Regions from separate parts of the Mus musculus genome. Here region 1 is linked to region 2. A link is a contact called in public Hi-C data. All regions are on one chromosome and are shown on one strand. Each heading gives the region's core, a stretch centred on a gene start, on an enhancer-like site or on the middle of the called end of the contact. The rest is flanking DNA. Distances are from core to core; before and after follow the strand shown.

Region 1 (7,480 bases), core at 4,907-7,406, 140 kb before region 2:
ACATGCTCTCTCTCTCTCTCTCTCTCTCTCTCACTCTCTCTCTCACTCTCTCGCTCTCGCTCTTGCTCTTGCTCTTGCTCTCTCTCTGTGTGTGTGTGTGTGTGTGTGTGTGTGTACCTGCATGTGGAGACCAGAAGACAACCTTAGCTGTTGAGCTAGGGTCTCTCTCTGACAGATAAACAAGGGTTTTAACGCCTGAAGTAGGACTGAGTGTGGTGGCGCATACCTCTCAATCCCAACACTTGGGAAGCTGAAGTAAGAGGATAAAGAGTTTGAGGCCACACTGGGCTACTTAGTGAGCTCTTGTCTCAAAAAAAAAAAAAAAAAAAAAAAAACAAAGCTGAATAAATGTCTCAGTGGTTAAGGCTGTTCCTCCAAAGTATACAAGTTCAATTCCTAGCACCTACATGGCATGGTGACTAACAACTATCTATAACTCCAGTTCCACAGGATTGTATGCCCTCTTCTGGCCTCCACCCGCACAAGACAAAATATCTATACACATAAAATATTTTTAAATTTTTTAAACAAAAATCACTTTAATTAAATTAAAACTTGAAATATAAAAACAGTCATATTTTCTAATACAGAGTGAGGATTTGCAATGTGCAAAAGTCTTTGCATTTCCAAACATCCTCACCCATAATAATTATGTGAGGTGGCCATAGTATGCACATTTCACACTGAGGCGCTGAAATCTTAAGATTTCTCCATGGTTGAGGCCAGAGAGATAGCAGTATATAGCGGTAAATTTAGCTAAACCCCTTAGTGCTCCCAATGAGTCACATGTGTGCACCTGTCCTAGAGCTGTCTGGATTCACAAAAGGCAGACAGACAGATACACACAGCATACACTCACATGTACATGCACACGCACATGTACCAGTTAATTTTAAATATGCCTTGACTAGCTCAAAGGCTGGGCAGTTCTAATCCTCCACCGGGCTAGCATACACCCCTCCAGTACTCCGGACTCAACACGTTCGGAATCTGTTTTATCTTGGCTGCCCAATTACCTTCTGAGCAGCCCCTTTCCCTTTACAGGGAAAGTAAAATGAAATATCTTTAGCCTTTTATTTATTTATTTGTGTGTGTGTGTGTTCATGTATGTATGTATGTATGTATGTATGTATGCATAGACATGTGTTGTGACCAGAGGACTTGGTTCTGGTCTACAGCTGCTTTCCCTTTCCAACTACATTTTGGATGAATTTTCTTCTGCAGCTCTACATCTGTTCCATCCTCCTCTTTGACATAGCGGTCTCCCTCCATTCCTTTCTCCCAGTTTCTAGCCTATGCAAATCTAATGGTCCCACCTCAGTCTACCTGCCCAACCACTGGCCGTTGGCTCTTTATTGATCTAACAAAAACCAACTGGGGAAAAGGACCTTCAGCATTTGGATGCGCGGATTCCTGGATTAATTCAAAGCATTAGGACCAATCCCCAATAGCTTGATGCTCAAGCAGGAAGACCTGAGTTTAAATCCAGGTCGTATGCACCTCTATCATCCTCCTCTAGGCCAAAAGAGATAGGCACACCCCACCACACATATACACATATGTCACACACACGCAAACACACACACCACACATACACCACACACACACACACACACACAAATAAATAAATAAAATGCAATGCTAAAAATATTTAATGAAAAACAAAAAGATCATGTCCAAGGTTAAACTAACAGAAGCCTTTGCAGGTAGTTGGCTGTAACTCCATGTCAGAGCACTTACCGAGCCTGCTCAAGACCCTAGATTCCATTCGGTACTGGGAGAAATACTCAGCTCACTAAATAAATAGTCAGCATTTGATGTGGACACTGACTGTAGTCCTTCTATGAGCCATCCCTTCTCATACCATGTGCTTTATGACAAGTTCAGTATCCTTTGCTGGGCCTAGGGGCACAGGCCTGACCTCACTGCTGCTCGCGTGTCTGAGGATCATAAGTTCAAAGTCAACCTAGCAAGAGACCCTGTATTATAATTTCATTTCTATTGCCATGATAAAAAAAAAAAGCTTTACCAAAATCAGTGTAGAATAGAAAGAGGATTGTATTAGTTTATAATTGTGTGTGTTACAGTCCATCACTGCAGGGAAGTCAAAGCAGGAACTTCAAAGAGCTCATTCTATTATATCCACAGTCAAGATCATGCACGCTCACTTACTGTTTCAGTTCAGTTCCTATTGCTGTGACAAACACCATGACCAAGAACAATTTGGAGAGGAGAGCACTTATCTCATCTTACAATTCCAGTTTAGTTCTCATCAGTGAAGGAAGAAAATGCAGAAACTCAAGCAGGAGCTGAAGCAGAGACTATGGAGGAATGCTGCTTACTGGTTTGCTTTCTGTCTCATGCTCAGCTCGATTGCTTGCACAAATCAGGCCCATGTGCCTAGGGGTGGTGCTACCCACAGTGGGATGGGCCCTCCCATACCAATCATCAGTCAAAACAATCTCTCACAAGTATGACTGCAGGCCAATCTGATCTGGGCGATTCCTCAATTGAAGCTCCCTATTCTTAGGTGACTCTAGGTTTTGCCAAATTGACAATAGAAACTAACCAGGACATTTGTTTTCCTCTTTGTCCTCATTTAAATTTATCCAGTCTGCCTAGAGAACAGTGCCATCCACAGTGAATTGCCAATTAACTTAAGACAATCGCCACTGATATGCCCGCAAACCAACCCAATTCCTCACCGAAGCTTTCTTCCCAGGTGATTCTGTGTTGTCAGGTTGACAATTAAAACTAATCATCACAAGCCTGGGGACTCTAGTGGAAGAATAGGGGGAAGGGTTGCAGGCCCTGAAAGGAATAGGAACACCACAGAAAGACCAACAGAGTCAACTAGCCCTTGGGCACTCTCAAAGACTGAACCACAAACCAAAATGCATACATGGGCTAGACCTAGGCCTCTCCACACATTCATAGCAGATGTGCAGCTTGGTTTTCATGTGGATCCCAAGCAACTGGAGCAAAGACTACCCCAAAAGCTGTTGCCTGTCTGTGGGATATGTTTGTCTAACTAGGATGCCTTGTCTGGCCTCAATGGGAGAGGATGTGCCTAGCCCTGCAGAGATTTGATGTGCCAGGGTGGGAGGAGACCCCATCTGCTCAGAGGAGAAGGGGATAAGGGGAAGGACTGAGGGAGGGGGTGACTGGGAGGGGGGCAGTGAATGGGATGCAAAGTGAATAAATAAAAATAATTAAAGTAAAAAAAGAATAAAAATAAATACATACTTCACAAGCATTGAAAATGAAAAAGTCATGTAAAAATTAAAAATCTACCCATCATAAACATATTTTTTCAATAATTTATTTATTCATTCACTGTACATCCCAATCACAGCCCCTCTTCCTCTTCTCCTCCCAGTCTCACCCTTACAAATCCCTCCCCCCATTACCGGCTCCTCTCCCCCTCAGAGAATGGGAGCGTTTCTTGGGTACCACCCTGACCTGGGAAATCTAGTCCCAGCAGAACTAGGCACATCCTCTCCCACTGAGGCCCAACCAGGCAGTCCAGTTAGGGTAGGAACTCCAATAGCAAGCAACAGAGTCAGAGACAACCCTCGCTCCAATTGTTAAGGGACACACATGAAGACAATCTGAACATCTGCTGCAAATGTACACACCTATCTTAGAAGAACTGAAAAGTAACAAATGAGTGTTGGGATGTAGGTCAGTGGTAGAGTATGCACTAGCAGGCCACACTCCAATTCAATCCCCAGCGCCAAAACAAAACAGGCTAAGTGCCCTACCCAAAAATGGTTGGGTTTAGTTTTCTTTATTTGTTTGTGTGTGTGTGTGTGTGTGTGTGTGTGTGTGTTGCTGTGTATTTGTGTGTTGCTGTGTATGTGTGTGTTGGTGTGTGTTGGTGTGTGTATGTGTGTTGGTATGTGTGTGTATGTGTGTGTTGGTGTGTGTTGGTGTGTATATGTGTGTTGGTATGTGTGTGTGTGTTGGTGTGTGTGTGTGTGTTGGGGAGTGTGTTGGGGGGTGTGTATTGGGGTATGCATGTGTTCACAGATGTAAGTCCAAGTTTGATGGTGGATGTCTTTCTCAATCACTCAAACCTTATACATTGAGGCAGGATATCTCATTGAACCTGGAGCTAACCATCTTGCTCTGGGGATTTCCTGTCTCTGCCTCCCATACACTTGGATTATAGTGGGGCTGCCCCACCCACCTATCCTGCTTTCAGATGGATTCTGAGAGTCTGAACTCTGGTTCTTACACTGTGCCTTCTCCCAACTGCCCTGTGTGCTTGTTTCTATAAGGCAGGGAGGGTCTCCTGTAGCCCAGGCTGTCTCAAACTCACTAACTAACCAAAGATGACCTTGAAATACTAATCTTCCTGCACCTCTCTGGTGCTGAGATTTTAGGCATGTACCACCAGACAGAACTGTGTATATGTGTGGTTTGGCTGATACATAGTCTCATATGAGCTACCTCACCTGGCTTGATTTTACATCTGTATAAACATGTCTGGGTATGTGTGGATGTGCGTCCATGCCAGAGGTCAGAGCTGAGGATACTTCTCAATTTTCTCCATCTTACTTTTTGAGACAGGGTCTGTCACTGGAGCTGAAGTTCATGTATTCGGGGAACTTGATGGTTACCTCTTATCCCTGCCCTCCCCAGTCAATGAAGTTACAGAAGGAGCCACCACATTGTGACTTTTATGTGACTGTTGGGAATCAAATTAGGTTCTCATCCTTGTTGGGAGAGCAATTTACCTACCAGGCTGTCTCCCCAGCCCCGATTTTGGACTTTTCCAGTTTGGGAATATTTGTGTAAACCTAATAAGATAATTTGGGAATGAAACCCTGTCTGAACATTAGATTCACTGATGTTTCATGTATACTTAATACACATGGCCTAAAGGTATTTCATATGCTACTCTTTATCTCTGTATTTGTTTGTGTTGTGGGTGTGTGGCATGGGGTGAGAGGGTACTTTTAAATTAAGCCTATTTATGTAGAAGTTTGTGCACATGAGTGCAGTGACCACAGAGGCCAGCAGGGGGCAAGAGATCACCTGGAGCTGAAGTCACTGGCTATTGTACATTATGTGCAGTTATATTCCATATGTGCATATGGGCCATAGGGGTGATGAGAACAGAATCACCTTCTACAACAGCAATGCTTGCTTTTCACTGCTGATATATCCAACCTGTTTTGTTTTGCTCTTTAAATTTTTTCATGGTATTTTTTATTCATTTTGCTCCAGTGCTGCTGCACTTGTGGTTCTCAGGGATTGAACTCATGTCGTTGGGCTAAGGAAGCAAATGCTTTGATCTGCTGAACCATTTTTCTGGTGCCTGATCACTGCATTTTGATTGTCATCTGTCACATGTGGAATTTTCCACCTGCATTTATTACGTCAGGGCTCAACTTTTTTTGGGGGGGAGGGGGGGCCTGCAGGCTTTGGGTTTACAAATCTGCCTTGATTGTTTGCTGTTTGTTTGAAACTAAGATACTTTGTTCCATGGCAAAATAGAAATAGAGACACTGTGCAGTTGAAGTTGTATGGTCTTCAGTGAGCTCTCTCTTCCTAAGAGCTAGTGAAATAAGTAACTAATTACATTTGAAGGTAGTCTGTACCACATAGTAAAGCCTGTCTTCAAACAACACCCAAGAATTGGAGGTGTTTCTCAGAGGTGGGGTCACTCCCTAGAGTTCCCTATGAAGGGATGGGGGTGTGACTCAGTCATAGAAGATTTGCCTAGCATGCTCAAGGGTTTGGGTCTCCCCACCCCCAGCCCCAGCACTGCAAAAAATAAAGTGTATTATGAGACCGCATGTGGTAGCCCAAGAGGAAGCTTGGGATGTCTCTACTTTGAACTCAGCAGAAATTTCGTGGGGGCTGGGGCCAGCCCAAGGCTCCCTGAGTCTGTGGAGCAGGAGCAGAGATTTCTTAGATCTGCTTGCAGGGTGTCAGGCCTGGGACAGTGTTTACCTAGATCTCTGGGAAGGCCCCCAGCGGACGGGTTCCCTCTTTTCTCGCCCAGGGAAATGAGTCTGAAAAAGTTCAAGCTTCCAGCAAAGGAGAGGCCGGGCTTTCCCTCCTTCCAGCGTGCCTGCTGGCTAGGAGCTGGGACAGGCTGTGCTTTCGATTCCCAGAACCCTCCTTCCAAGCTCTGGCCTGGCTCCCACCTCTGCCTGTGATGAGAGAGGCCAGACACTGGAAAAGGCGGGAGCCCAGCACCAGCCCAGAGCTCATCCTGACATGTTTATATTTATGGGGAGATGAAAAGCAGAGATACAAGGAAACCTTATGGGGAAGCAGCAGTGAGAGATGGAAGCCCACGCGAGGTTGTCCATGCATCAGGACCAGGAGTGGAGCAATCCAGGGGATAGGCAAGATCTGAAACAAGACTGCAAGCAAAGCCTTAGGAGAGCAAGGACAGGGTCACTCCGGCCCAGCCACATCCATTCTGTGATTGTTTGACTGAATGAAACCTAGATGTGGCATTTAAGAACAGAGGGAGGAAGAGTGGGCTGGGGAGATGGCTCAGTTTTAAAGCACTTGCTTCACAAATATGAAGCCCAGAATTCAGATCCTCAGGACCCACATAAAAAAAAAAAAAAAAAAAAAAAAGACGCATGGTGGTGTATGTCTCTAACTCCAGCCCTTGCAGAGGGAAATCACAGGGCTAACTGTCCAACCAGCCAAAACAATATAAGTTCTAGGTTCAGTGACAGACCCTGTGTCAACACACACACATGCACACGCACACTGCTAGCTTCATGATAGAGTGCTCAGCTACCCCCTTAAAGCTCAGAGAACCACTATGACATGTAGACATTTTGCCTCTGGGTATACACATAAAAGAACTGAAAGGAAGGTCAGCAAGAGTGCTCAGTAGGTAAGGGAGCTTGCCACCAAACCCTGACAACCTGAATTCCACTTCCAGGACTCACATGGTAGAAGGAGAGAGCAGACTTCTACAAGTTGTCCTCTGATGTAGGAACAAACAAATAAATGGAGAGAGAGAGAGAGAGAGAGAGAGAGAGAGAGAGAGAGAGAGAGAGAGAGAGAGAGAATAATTGAAAGTGGGGCCGGTGGCCAGTTGAGAAACTGCATGTCTGTAGTCGCAGTACAGAAGTCAGGAGACCTGAGGTTTGCAAGTCTGAGGCTAGTGAGTTCCCATCACCCAGAGCAGTCCAGCAGAGCTGGACTGAGAAACAAAGCAAGCAAAACACTGAACACAGATCACAAATAGACACCTGTGAGTGTGATCCAGCCTTTCCTCAGCCATGACTCACAATAGCTAAAAGACAAATAAACACAATGTAACGTGGGCTGCAGAGATGGCTCAGTTGGTAAAGTCCTTGCTATGCAAGCGCCAGGGCCTGAGATCATATACCAGGAGCCTTCGTAAAACAGAATAGCCTGGAGTTAGTTGCAGCACAAGCTGGTAATCCCAGTGTTGGAGGGGGAGAGACAGACAGATCCCTATGGATCACTGTGT
Region 2 (6,770 bases), core at 3,487-5,986:
GGCATTGAGGCAAAGGTGTGAGTCCTATCAGTGCCTGTTCTCAGGACCCAGTGTCTCTGTCTCCAGGCCTGCTTGGGGTCCACCTCCCCTCCAGGTAGAGAGTACAGCCCATGGGTTGACTCCTTGCTTCTGCCCACAGAACCTAGCCAGCTATGATGTCTGCAGTATTCTCTTGGGTACCTCCACTCTGCTAGTCTGGGTCGGTGTCATTCGCTACCTGACATTTTTCCACAAGTACAACGTGAGTGTCCTGTGCCTGAGCCCCACCTGGGCAGTATCTGCCCCACGCCTCTCAAATAAACCCAAACACACAAAGCAGTCACTAGTTCCTGCCAATCAGTGACTCATCACAACACTTTCTTTGCTTGCTTGCTTGCTTTTTTCTTTATTAATTAAAAAAACACTTTTTGAGACAGGGTGCCTCTGTGTAGCCCTTGCTACAGTAGTATTAGAACTCGTTCTGTAAATCTGGTTGGGTTCGAATTCAAAGATCTGGCTCCCTCTGTCTCTCAAGTGCTGGCCCTAAAGACATGTGCCTAGCTTTTTTGTTTTGTTTTGTTTTTGGTTTTTAAGACAAAATCCTTTGTAGCCCTGCTTGGCCTTCCTATCTAGTTAAGGATGACCTTGAACTTCAGATCTTCAGTTCCTTGGGAACTTCACCTCCCAAGTGCTGGAATGACAGCTGTGTGTCATTATGTAGTGCCAGAGATTGAACTCAAGTCTCTGTGCATACTACACACTCTACAATTGAGCTATATCACCAAACCACAGATCTCTTTCTTATACCCACCTACCACAGACACACGAGTCTTTGTACCTGGGCAGGACCACGGGAGCCTGTCCCATCCAGCTGAGTCCAGCTGTGGTATGTTCTAGACTCCTCCCAGCTGGGTCCTGCCCTGTCTAATCTCTGAGCAGCCCTTCTGACCACATTGGTGAGGCCTTCCCTGCCATCTGAGAGCTAGTTGGTTTGTGGCCATTGCTTTCATTGTGGTCCCCTTGCCCTTCTGCAGATCTTGATTGCCACGTTGCGAGTGGCACTGCCCAGTGTCATGCGTTTCTGCTGCTGTGTGGCTGTCATCTACCTGGGCTATTGCTTCTGTGGCTGGATCGTTCTAGGGCCCTACCATGTGAAGGTATGGGATACTGGGGGCTGTGGGTGTTTGTTGAATTACCATCAAGGGACTTTGTATTTTTTTTCATTTGTATAAGTAAATGTGCTTGTGTGTGTGTGTGTGTGTGTGTGTGTACGTGTATGTACTCTGTATACACATGTATGTGAAAGCCACAGGTCAGCCTTTACTATCATTCTAAAAATTCATTCACCTAATAGGTTTGTTTTGTTTCTAGACAAGGTCTCACAGTGTAGCCTTGACTATCCTGGAATTCACTGTACAAGTCAGGCTAGCCTCAAATTCACAGACATGCATATGTCTGCCTCCAGAGTGCTGGGATTAAAAGCAGGTGGCAAAATATCCACACAGGGTCTAATTGGCCTGTAGCTCATGATTAGGATAAATTAGCTGGCCTGTGAGCTCCAAGGGATCCTCCTGTCTCCACCTCCCCAGTGCTGGGATTACAAGCTTTCACACCCAGGTTTTTATGTAAGTGCTGGGGATCAAACTTGAAACCTCATGCTTTCTAGTCAAGAACTTTACCAGCTGAGCCGCCTGCTATGCACCCTGTAGCAGTTTTGTGTTCTGTCCCTTCAGACCCTCAATGCTCCTGACGTTGACTCTACAACTTGGTCATTCTTGTGGTCACTGATGACTGTCTTGTTTGTGTTACTCCACCTGTCAGCCCCTCTGAGGAACCAGCCCTTGACCCTGTGACCTTTCTGTTGACTCCATGACCTTGTATTGATATGATGACCCTCAGATGGGCCCAGTTGCCATCTTCCTGCCCACTGACCCCTAGTGAGCCCAACAGCCCCCCCCCCACTCATGTATCTTCTCACCTACCTCACTGCCTACAGTTCCGCTCGCTGTCCATGGTTTCTGAGTGTCTGTTCTCACTCATCAACGGAGACGACATGTTTGTGACGTTCGCGGCCATGCAGGCCCAGCAGGGTCACAGCAGCCTGGTGTGGCTCTTCTCCCAGCTGTACCTCTACTCCTTCATCAGCCTCTTCATCTACATGGTGCTGAGCCTCTTCATTGCACTCATCACCGGCGCCTATGACACCATCAAGGTCAGCCATCTCTACCATCTCCTCCCTGGGAGTCCTGGCTTCCCCTTCCCCTCCCCTGAACATTTTCAGCCCTGAGTTCCAAGAGTCGCCTGGCTTCACAAAGTTGTCCTGGCTTCACAATAGTTGGAACAGGTAAGACTCAGAAGCTATATAAAGTCCAAAGGAAGAGTGGCCAGGAACTGGGTTTGGAGTAGTTGGGGTTGTTTGAGTCATCCTGGAAGAGTAGCCTAGGATGTACCATAACTGGATTCAGTTGGATGGGCAGGAAGGGACGGGCTCCCATGGTCCCTCATGGGTACAAAAATGTGCCAGTATTTTCTCTCTCTCTCTCTCTCTCTCTCTCTCTGTGTGTGTGTGTGTGTGTGTGTATGTGCCCCCCCTCTGTGTGTGTGTGTGTGTGTGTGTGTGCGTGTGCATGCATGTTACATGTATCAGAGGACAAACCACAGGAATTGGTTCTCCTCCTTCACTGTATGGATCATAGATCTGAACACAAGTTACCAGCTTTGCAGCAAGTGCCTTTACCTGCCACACCATCTCACTGGCTTCCTCCCTCTCTCATACCATCTTTTATTAAAAACCATTTACTTATTTAGGGGTGAGAGGAGGTTGTGCACAGCACAGTGTGTTTGGAAATTAGAGACGACTTGTGGAAATCAGCTCTCTTCGTCCACCATGTGGAGTCATCAGGTTTGATGGCAAAACTTTTATTTCCCCTCTGAACCTTCTCACATGTCTGTTAAGATCTTTCCTTTGAGAGTGAGCTTGAACGTCTGCCCAGTGTCCACCACCTGAGAGCTGGGCTTATAGATAGATGCATACTATCACCTCCATTGTATGTGGTCCTGGGGGTAGCAATCAGGACTTCCTGCATACTATGCAGTCACTCTACCAGCTGAGACACACATTCAGCTTAGGGGCTTTTTCAAGACCACCCTAATACCCAACTACAGCAGGGACAACAGGGTCCCCCTGTACAACCCTCCATGTTTCCTCTATACCTATTGCTACTTGCTGTCCATACACAGACCATTCATATTCCTCACTATCACTAGATAGACAATGACCACTTGATTCTCCTTGATACCCAGCCCCCCAGACTCCTTACAAGATGTTTGCTGGGTAAATTCTGCCTCCCTGCTACCCCACAGTCCTCTGTGCTCTCATCTAGGAAACTACAGCCTGCAGGAATGCTACTTCTTCTTTGTACCCTATAAGACACCACACACATACACATGCACACACACACAAGGCAAATATACATAACTATCCAAAAGTCAGTGCAGCTAGGTGGCTGCTTGGGACATTCCCTTCATCTCTTGAGAATTCTAGATTGAGGAGATGGGAGCCCGAGGAAGAGCATACTTGTAGAAAGGAACATCCAAAGACTGGGAGGCAGAAAGGACCTGGAGAAATAGCAGTGGTGCCAGGAAGTCACAGGGAGAATGTTCGGGGACTCTGCCTCATTCTGAGGCACTGGCAGTGGATGTGTGCACTCTTTCCCACATGGATAGAAGCTCTACCACAGGTACATTACTGTCACCCAGGCCCTAAGCAGCCACACTGAGTCTCGCTGCAACACTTGGATATCACGCAGGACCCGTGGATGCAGGAGTTCAGGCCTTATGCCCACTAACTCTTTTACACTGTTCCAGCTGAGATGCTGGGTTACTAAATACCAGTCTAGGCTTCTGGCCCGCAGCAGAAGGCACTGAACCAATGAGCCTGAGACCTGCGGCCACATCCGGGGATAGGGAAGATTTCTACAGTGAAGCAAGCCACAAAGCAAAGGTCCAGAAATGAGACCCAGAGTGGTCACATCAGAGCAACAGCAGGATGTCCAGTTGGCCGGACCTAAAGAGCACTAGAGGTCAGGACCATCTTTCATGCTGAGTTCGGGGAATCGTCTCTTTCCAGCACCCAGGAGGTACTGGCACAGAGAAGAGTGAGCTCCAGGCCTACATCGAGCAGTGCCAGGATAGCCCCACATCTGGCAAGTTCCGTCGTGGCAGTGGCTCAGCTTGTAGCCTTTTCTGCTGCTGTGGAAGGTTGGAGCCCCAGATCTGGGTTGTGGATTGATTAGAGGCTGGGGGAAGAAGTGTGTGCCAGAGAGACTGGGTGCCTCTTTTTTCCATTTCTCTCTTCCAGGGACTCCCCGGAGGACCATTCGCTGCTGGTGAACTGATCCAAGATGATTGCCACTAGACTTTATCCCCATGTACTGCTGGGACCCCAGCTTATTTATTTTTAGAATTTGCTTTAAAAGATCTGCGTCTGACAGGCCTTGTGAGGGCTTGGGCTGATCGAATCGGACACAGGGGAAAGGGAGGGCATGTAGGGCGGCTGTTAAATAAAAGGGAATGTAAATGCGGTGGTCTAATTTGTAACAGGTGAGGCAGCCCTTTCATAAATCGTCAGCTCCTTTAAGAGGCCGCCACACTAGGCATGGCTGGCGCAGTGCGACCTTCCAAGCATGGCGGGAGGCGGGGATGGGGCGTGTCCTGCAGCGGAATAATTTAAAGGTGCCGCGTCTGAGGCAGCGGGCAGAAAACTAGGGGTGTTGGCCGAAGCTGGGTGGACCTGGTTGCAGCTCCTGAATGGTACGAGTTTCCATCGACCGAGCAAAGGTGTCCCTTCGAGGACTGTTAGAGAGCTTCAGCTTTGCCCCGGATCGATTTGTCCTGATTCCGGGTAGGTCCCGACTTTTTGATGCTCCAATACCACCCCACCCCCATTCCTAAGTTCCTTGTCCCGGTGTTTCCGCATCGGTAGTCAGATGCGACCTGGAGTACGGAATGGAAGTAGTCAATCTAACAATTTTCCAGGTAACATCTCAGGGCCCTGCGATCCTTCTAAATTCCCATTAATAATAGTCTAAAGGCATCAGAAAGATCTCCAGCGTCCCAGGAGAGTCCCGGTAGCGTTCCTACCTTCCCCGGTATCTTCCTGGAAGCTCCTAGACTCCTAAGTAGTTATGTGTATCTCCGGATCTCAGTAACTTTCCAGTGCGTCGTTCCTCCTACCCTCCCCCAATTCCGGCGTCCCTGGTTACACATCCTGCATCATTTCACTAATCCCAGGGATGCTCCGCACCGCGAGACCCGGTAACTTTCCTTTTACGTGACAGTTAAATCTCCAAGCCCGAGCCTATAACACTTTGGGAGCTCATCTTACTCCGATGGCCCTAGAGCCCCCTTTTCAATAGATTGCACAGCAGTGCTTCCAGTGCACGCCCCAGCTTCCTTGATGGGCCCAGGCTTGGGTCAGGAGCCCAAAGTCCAATTGTCCCTCAGCCTCCTGGCTTACAGGTCCTGGTTTCTTCTGGAGTGAGACATCGCGTCTTTACAGGGTGTAGGAAGGGGTCTCGCCTAAGGGTTGGTTAATCAAGAGTAGTCAGACATACGGAAGGCCAGGCTAAGGAAGGAACCACTGCCAGAAGAGATCATGGCTTAAGGGCACCTGCCAGCGAGCTGCTGACTGTGGGTGCCAGGACGGCTACCCTTTTGGCCACAGGGTGCAGATGAAAACGTTACGGAGTCTGGTCCGCCTTATGCATAAGTGAAGTAGGACAAAGAGCTGGGGGCTGGTCTCATCCCTTGATCTGGGCGGGGAAATCAACTTGCCCCTATCCTTCTGTCTAGCAGTACCCCTCTAGACGCTCTCACCCCAACCCCGGCGAATGGAGGAGTCACTCCAGCCAAAGGTATCTAGGGGGCGTGGCTTGTGAGACGAGCTAGGGGTAAGGAGCCTGTAGGCGCTGCTGGGTAGGCTTGATTGACATCTTGTTCTGGTCCCTTTTGCTCCTCGATTTCCAGGACTGCAGGCTACAAGACCTGCTACCTAGTCCGAAACAATCGATGGAGGCCCCACTGCAAACCGGAATGGTAAGAGTTGGGGAATTTTTGTACCGGACTACAACTCCCGGCGGTCTTGCCGTGCACCACGCGATTCTCTCTCCGAGAACCAGGCATGTGCAGGTGAAACTACGTTTCCCGGCATGCATAGCGGGAGACCTAGTCTCTCGGAAGGCTTAGTTGCTCCCCCCACGTAGGGGGATGGGAAGGAAACCGCATTGACCCATTCTGCAGATGGGGACACCGAGTCACGAACTGAATACAACCTCCTCCGGGGCAGAGGTGATTCAAAAGACCCTGGAGGAGGGCTTGGGGAGACGGATATGCGTTGCCCAGCCTGTGCCGTTCGTTCCGCAGGTGCTGGGCGTGATGATCGGGGCCGGAGTGGCGGTGCTGGTCACCGCCGTGCTCATCCTCTTGGTGGTGCGAAGGCTGCGGGTGCAGAGTGAGGATTCGGGGGGAACCTTTGAGGGAATACTATAGGGATGGAGGGGAAGCTGCAAAACCTGGAGAAACCAAGCGGCTGGGGTGGGGATTTGTTGAAGCCTGCGTGGAGCTCAAAGCACCATCTTCCCTCCACCCCCTTCCCCGTCCCCAATCCCCAGAAACTCCAGCCCCGGAGGGTCCCCGGTATCGGTTCCGGAAGCGGGACAAAGTGCTTTTCTATGGCCGGAAGATTATGCGGAAGGTGAGTTCCAAGACCTACTGCTGGTCTGGCTGACCAC

The links. Hi-C and Micro-C count contacts between places; a contact is called where the count stands out from the background.
Region 1: a Hi-C map of uterus shows a contact between it and region 2, with 1.7 times the contacts expected there. The contact joins the enhancer-like site here to the promoter of Pnpla6 in region 2. A contact is called at or near these places in 3 of 39 promoter capture datasets (the 3T3-L1 cell line, hippocampal neurons and liver), 2 of 484 Hi-C or Micro-C datasets (CD4 T cells and uterus), 7 of 115 datasets of contacts at active chromatin or transcription factors (bone marrow-derived macrophages, embryonic stem cells and memory CD8 T cells) and 3 of 9 other capture datasets (adipose tissue, liver and pancreatic islet).

What each region holds. Positions count from the first base shown.
Region 1 is chr8:3,370,930-3,378,409 of GRCm38.p6, forward strand. All of the region lies in intron 2 of Arhgef18 (rho/rac guanine nucleotide exchange factor (GEF) 18), which reads left to right. Among named protein-coding and RNA genes, the nearest start is that of Gm30369, 19 kb to the left of the region's middle. Within about 2 kb of position 6,157, at least 21 of the 459 cell types and tissues checked have an H3K27ac peak or open chromatin away from gene starts, as enhancers often do. A contact at or near this core is called in adipose tissue and uterus, where this site is marked.
Region 2 is chr8:3,510,675-3,517,444 of GRCm38.p6, forward strand. It overlaps Pnpla6 (patatin-like phospholipase domain containing 6), which reads left to right and starts at 4,737. Exons shown (of 35, transcript NM_001122818.3): 1 at 4,737-4,882; 2 at 5,836-5,894; 3 at 6,007-6,075; 4 at 6,403-6,490; 5 at 6,651-6,733. The coding sequence starts at 5,871. It overlaps Mcoln1 (mucolipin 1), which reads left to right. Exons shown (of 14, transcript NM_053177.1): 9 at 1-15; 10 at 140-241; 11 at 1,014-1,136; 12 at 1,976-2,191; 13 at 4,109-4,239; 14 at 4,340-4,558. The coding sequence ends at 4,376.